Linked DNA regions of Macaca mulatta: region 1 is linked to region 2. Evidence: chromatin contacts called from public Hi-C data. All regions are on one chromosome and are shown on one strand. Each heading gives the region's core, a stretch centred on a gene start, on an enhancer-like site or on the middle of the called end of the contact. The rest is flanking DNA. Distances are from core to core; before and after follow the strand shown.

What was found. A called contact is a pair of places that touch in the nucleus more often than the background predicts.
Region 1: a contact with region 2 is called in a Hi-C map of fetal cortex germinal zone, with 2.5 times the contacts expected there. The contact joins the enhancer-like site here to the promoter of LYRM4 in region 2. A contact is called at or near these places in 4 of 14 Hi-C or Micro-C datasets (cortical neurons, fetal cortex germinal zone, fetal cortical plate and 1 more).

Annotation. Positions count from the first base shown.
Region 1 is chr4:178,039,756-178,042,515 of T2T-MMU8v2.0, reverse strand. All of the region lies in intron 2 of LYRM4 (LYR motif containing 4), which reads right to left. Among named protein-coding and RNA genes, the nearest start is that of PPP1R3G, 70 kb to the left of the region's middle. Within about 2 kb of position 1,340, at least 6 of the 40 cell types and tissues checked have an H3K27ac peak or open chromatin away from gene starts, as enhancers often do. A contact at or near this core is called in fetal cortex germinal zone, where this site is marked.
Region 2 is chr4:177,929,971-177,933,177 of T2T-MMU8v2.0, reverse strand. LYRM4 (LYR motif containing 4) reads right to left here and starts at 1,644. Exons shown (of 3, transcript XM_015135509.3): 1 at 1,351-1,644. The coding sequence starts at 1,436. FARS2 (phenylalanyl-tRNA synthetase 2, mitochondrial) reads left to right here and starts at 1,693. Exons shown (of 7, transcript XM_015135505.3): 1 at 1,693-2,060.

The sequences.
Region 1 (2,760 bases), core at 91-2,590, 110 kb before region 2:
GCATCTTGAAGGACTTCCAGTCTGGGTGGGTGACCTGTGGAGGCTCCTTGCTGAGCCGCCTCATGTTCTAGGTGTCATTAGAATAATGCCCTGTCTCAGATTTGTTTTATGCAACCGAAATCCAGATCTCTTATCTGTTTTGTGCTAAAACAAGAAACAGAAACACCCAGCTCTTCTTCAGGAAGGGGTGGTGGCGGGGAAGATGGATAGGAGAGTACGGGTGGGAATCTGTACTGCAAGGCAGTCCTGACATCCCAGGGGCAGCTCTGCAGCTGCTCATGAACCTGCAAGGATTTCAAATCACAATAGACATGATGGGAATGTCACAAGTCTCCCCTGAAGCTCTCGCTTTAGCCCAATTCCATCTTTTTAAGAGAAAAATAAACACAAACCTCTCTGGCCTTTTGAGTTTTTCCCGGTAAATAAGAGTAAAGCAATGCTAAGCCCACTTTCCAGAATTTCCCCCTTCAAGCCAGATAAACAGTACTGAGCTACAAGGTCAGTGAGTTAGTGACCCTAGCAAAAGACAGAGGAAGGCATTCTGTTCTCTTAAGAATATTTGCTCCTTTATAAAGAGTTACTGAGTGAAAGCACTCGATGTGAAAAAGTATTTTCCCTAGATCATCAGGAATAGCCTAGTGTGGCAAAAGTTACCATTTAATGCCTACATTTTATGACACATAATTTCACTTAAAAACATGTAAATAAATAAGGACTTAGGTATCTGCGACGGACTATGATGCAGTACTCTGATAATTGGTAGTTTATTGCCAGGTTCGGATTGTAGTTTATTTGTCAAGGAAGATCCACAGCAATTACTTCTCATACAATCAGATAGTCACAACCAGTAAACATGATGAAATGTTCTTTGCATGAGCCCTGCGAACAGGAAGTACCTAAACAGTATCTAAAACTAAAAAAAAAAGAAGACTGAAATCTTATATTTTCAACAGTATGCCTTAACTACAGAAGGAATCATGTAGGTTACTTTAAAATAGAAACAACAGAGAATTCCCAGAGGTGGCATTTGGGAGTGAGATTTGGTTTTCATTTTACCTGGCTTAATAATGAAAACACGAAGGATGGCTCCCAGTTTCTCCGAGATCAACATATTAGTCCATTTAAAGAAATGCCACAAGAGGCTGTTCGTACTTTTCTTTAGAAGACAGATTTAGTTTGTTCTTGTTTAAAATTGAATATATCTCTCAATTTTAACAGTGCCTGAGCCAGAGTAGGGTAACACGAATTAGATTTTCATAAAGCCTGTAGGCGCAGACTGCAGTGAGAACACCCCGGCCGGCCAGCAGCTGCTCTGCACTGTTGGCAGGCTCTGCTGCCATCCAGGAGGTCTGATGAAAAGAGGATGCAGGATTTGACAGGAGGGCCGGCCCGAAACGCCAAGGCAGCACCACAAACCACACACTCTTTGCTATGAGGACAGGATCAGAGAGAAGGAAAAAAAGAACAAAAGAAAAAAAGGAAGAAAAACAGCCCCCCCAACCCAAATTTATAATGTGTATGTCTGTGTGTGTGTGTACATTTATGCATGCATGTGAATGCACACATGTATGTTCACAGTATGCATGCATATACATGTGTCTTCATGTATGTACATATGTATCTATACTGATAGAAGAGTAACTAAGCAGTGTTTCAAAGTATTTCAAGAAGCATAAATAAACAGGAACAGAAAAACCTTGGGCAAGTATTCTTGGCAATAAAAATTTACACTGAATGCATTGTCACAAGCCAGCATTAATGATAATATTCTTTTCTAAAGCCCTTGCCACACAGAGAGTGAGATAAATTGGCTATGGCAGGTTTATTTCTCTGGTCTGCAGCTTTTTTTCTTTTTTTTTTTTTTTAAGATAGGGTGTTGCTTTGTCACACAGGCTGGAGTGCAGTGGTTCAGTAATAGCTTTCTGCAGCCTCAAACTCTTGGGCTCAAGCGATCCTCCCACTTCAGCCTCCTAAGTAGCTGGGACTACAGGCATGCACCACTACGCCCGACTAATTTTTTACTTTTTTGTGGAGGGTCCCACTATGTTGCCCAGGCTGGTCTCAAACTCCTGGCCTCAAGTAATCCTTCCACCTTGGCCTCCCAAAGTGTTGGGATTAGAGGTGTGAGCCACCATGCCTGGTCAAGTCTGCAGGTCTTGAGGTCATGTCTGTCAAGCAGAAATCTAGAGTGGCAGCCACTGTCTTTGCCAGGCTGGAAGAGGGTCAAATCTGGAAGAAACAAAGATTTCTAGGGGCAACATGCCTAGCAGTTTGAGAGGGAGTATTTTAAAGGTTCATCATTTTACTGAAATGTGGGTGAGATGGCAACCTTGGCCCCCTCATCGTGCAGGCAGGCTCTGAAGCTGGACCTCGGCTGGGCCGCATGGGGGAGATGGGATCAGGGAAATTCTAATGCCACTCCATGCTAACGTCATGGGTTTCAGGGAAAGGCATGACCACATCTGTGTCGGGAGAAAGCTGGGATGGAGGGGGCCAGACTGGCAGCAGTGATAGTACTCTTCCAGAGAACTGTAGAGTAGGCAGGTAGGATGGTACCCATGGGGTCCTAGCAGGCGGGTGGGCCCCAGACAGGTACGTGGGTGTCATCCCCACTCAGGATAAGATGAAGGTGAGTAGAGGACAGGGCCAGACTAGGCAATGCTGGGACAAGGGGACAAGCCTAGAAGGGTCCATGGAGGGGACTGAGTCATAGTGAGAGGGAAGCCAGGAGAGAGGGTGTTTCAGAAACCAGCGCAGCAG
Region 2 (3,207 bases), core at 395-2,894:
TGTTTCCTCAACAGACTTGGTTAAGTACTTGATGCTAGATGTTTGGTTAATTCTTGCTAAAGTTCCACCAGTATGCCTATTATTACACTCTTTATCCTCCAGAGTCAAAGTCATTAAGTAAAATCATTCTCTCCCATGAAATTTTACCACTTAACTGGGTGGATACAACCTCAGTGGCATGACACTGATGCTGTTTTCAAATTTGCAGGGTGAGTACATTTTCTAGGCAGGTTTCTAAAAATTTGAGAATCATTGCTTAAGAGGCTTAGTGTTCCTGTCCTCTGACCGAGGTTGTACTGGGCAGACCCATCTCAGGGCCTGCCAGCTCACACACCTGGTGGAGCGCGGCCTACCTAACCAGGTGTGTTCCAAGGGTAGGCTCTGCTCTTATGACATCCAATCCACAGTCTGGCCAGTCACCTAAGGGGGCCTTGGGGTAAAGAGATGAGTTGATCCAATCCGATTCTTATGGGAATATGGCTCAAACTCAGAGAGGAGCAGGTAGTTAGTAAAAACAAAACAAAACAAAAAACAAACCTAAAAAAAATGCAGAGAGAATCCATAAGAAAATGATGGGTCACAACCAGCAACACTGTGAAAGCAGAGGTTCTGAATTACAAAAAACATACAAAGAGTAACAATAAAAGACTCATAGGCAAATAGGGAAGTGGGGAGGCGTGGGAAAAAGTGAATGTGTTATATTAACGATGTAAGAGTTTAGGCCCTCAGTATTCTGCTGTCAAGGTCCAGGAAGCGGGATCTCTGTCTGGTGAGCCAGGATAAACTGTTTCAGCTCTAAAGCTTGAGACGCTTTTTCCTTTACCGCTACACGTTTCCACCGTACCCTAAATAGAATGGATTTGATTCTTGCAACCAAAAGAACTCATTACGACACCCAGGAAATTTTAGGGAGGTGCTAGAGTGTGCCTTCAGTTTTGTCGCTGTGTGCAACTCACTGGCCACTTCCACTCTCAACTCTTCCAGCTCAAGGGAAGTTTTACATATGCAACACATTGGCCTTAACTTCACCAATGGCTGATTTCCATCCTTTTTTTCTCTTCTGCAGAAACATAACACTAATTATGCTCCTAGAACAACTACCAAGATAGTCGTTAGGGGGAAAGCGTCACAGGACACGAACGTCTTCCCTGATAGAAACAAGGGCTCCTCCCCGAGGTCTCAGAGGCCACACCTGTAGGTAGGAGCACGCTTTTCGATGGCGGAGCCCGGTCCTTGCCTCGCGGACGCCGGCGCAGGACAGTGGCTCCCAGTTCCCGGGGACATTCCACGGCAACCCACATCCCCGGTCCCCGGCCCCTGGCCCCCGGTCCCCGGTGCCCGCTGGGTCACCTGTAATTGTAGGAGCTGAAACGCTTGCTCTCTCTCAGCATCGCCCGGTACAGATCTAACACTTGTGCGCGACTGGAGGCTGCCATTTTGGAAAGAAAAAAAATTAACGGGTCCTCTTCGCCGAGGTCCCAAGTACGACCCAACCTCGGAACTCCAGCCTGTGCAGAAACCACGCACGAAATAAAATGCAGCGGCTCGACCTTGCCAGCGGGCCGGTCCTAAGCCTAAGCCGGCAGCCCTGCGGACCGCAGACCGCGCCGGGCGTCCCGCGCCGCTTCGGGGGCGGGCGAAGGCAGGGCTCGGGGCAGCTAAAGGGGCGGTGCAAGGAGGGAGATGCCTCCGCCCCGCCCCGCTCCCGCTTCCGCCCCCGCCGGGAGGCTCGGGATCCAGCAGCATCTCCACGCGGCCGGAGGGCGAGAAAATAAGAGGCCCGGCCGCCCGTGCATCCAGCCAAGCTCCTGGGGGACGGATATTGGGGGTCCGGGCATTCGAGGGACGTGCAGTCGCATCACGGAGAGCCTTTGCGAACCGTCTGGGGTTTTGGCGGAGACATTTGTGTTTCGGGGCGCAGCGCCCCTTTGTGCCTTTAGAAGGCCGCGTTGCCCGGGTTACCGAAGGCCGCCGCGTCGACGCCCCGCCCCTGACAGCCCCGCCCACGCTGGCGGCGGCCGCCCTCGCCGCTGCCTGAGAGACCTTGCGGGATTTCAAGGGTGACTTAACTTCGCCCGATCATGGTCGGCAGGGTGGGATTTATTGGCATTCCTTGGGCCGGGGGATGCGACGTCTGGGTGTGGAGGTGATGAGACAGGGGTTCCGTGGCACTCCGGCTCTGCTCAGGGCGACCTGCGTAGGGGCCTCCGGGGCAAGGCCCGCTTTCCGTCAAAATGGCAGCGCCCAGCGTGCACGGGTATCTCTGAAGTTGGGGTTTAAGATTCTTGCCCGTGAGAGCCAACGAGCCTGCCGTGCTTCTGATTTTGAAATACCTGGGTCTGGGTTTCCCGGGCGAGCGGTGGGTGAGTGCCGACCTCGTTGCAGCCTGGGGTAGGACGTGGGCGGTTCGTGTGGTTAGGGGGTTACATTGGCCATGGATTTTTTCCTCTTTCCGGATGTGTTTTTGCTTTTGAGTGAAGAGTCCCCGTGGTTTTGTAGTCTAATAAATGCGTAAAATGCAGCTTGGGCTCTAGACTTTGGAGAATAATTTGAGCCCGTTAGGGCTTTAGGCGTTCTCCAAGAAGCGGAGCAAGTTTTCAACCATGGCTTTCTTCAGAAGACTTCAACTTTTTTGAATCATTTTATTAAAGTGGTGGATAAAGTTGCTTTTTCTGATCTTTGAGCATGGGACTGGACGCTGGAAGCTTCAGCCAGTTCTAGTTACTGTGTTTGCAAAGCACTTTTCTTGTTTTTGGAATCTTGCTTTATGTAATCAACCTTAGGAAGAACCCCACCTTTCCGCACTCGAGCACAGCGAGGAGTACCTTATGCATAAAAACAAAACAACTTTGCATTAAAATCCATCTTTCTCCCAACCGCTTGGTCACGGTTGTGTTCTCATCTGCTTTAGTGTATTTGGTTTTAAAACGATAAACTTGCTGTATATCTAAGCAACTTTATATTTTCAGGAACTTTTTTTTCCCTTTTATTTATTTATTTATTTTTTTGAGATGGAGTCACTCTCCGTCGCCCAGGCTGGAGTGCAGTGGCAGGATCTCGGACTCACTGCAACCTCCGCGTCCCGGGTTCAAGCTATTCTCCTGCCTCAGCCTCCCGAATAGCTGGGATTACAGGCGCGCGCTACCTTGCTGAGCTAATTTTTGTATTTTTAGTAGATACGGGGTTTCACCATATTGGTCAGGCTGG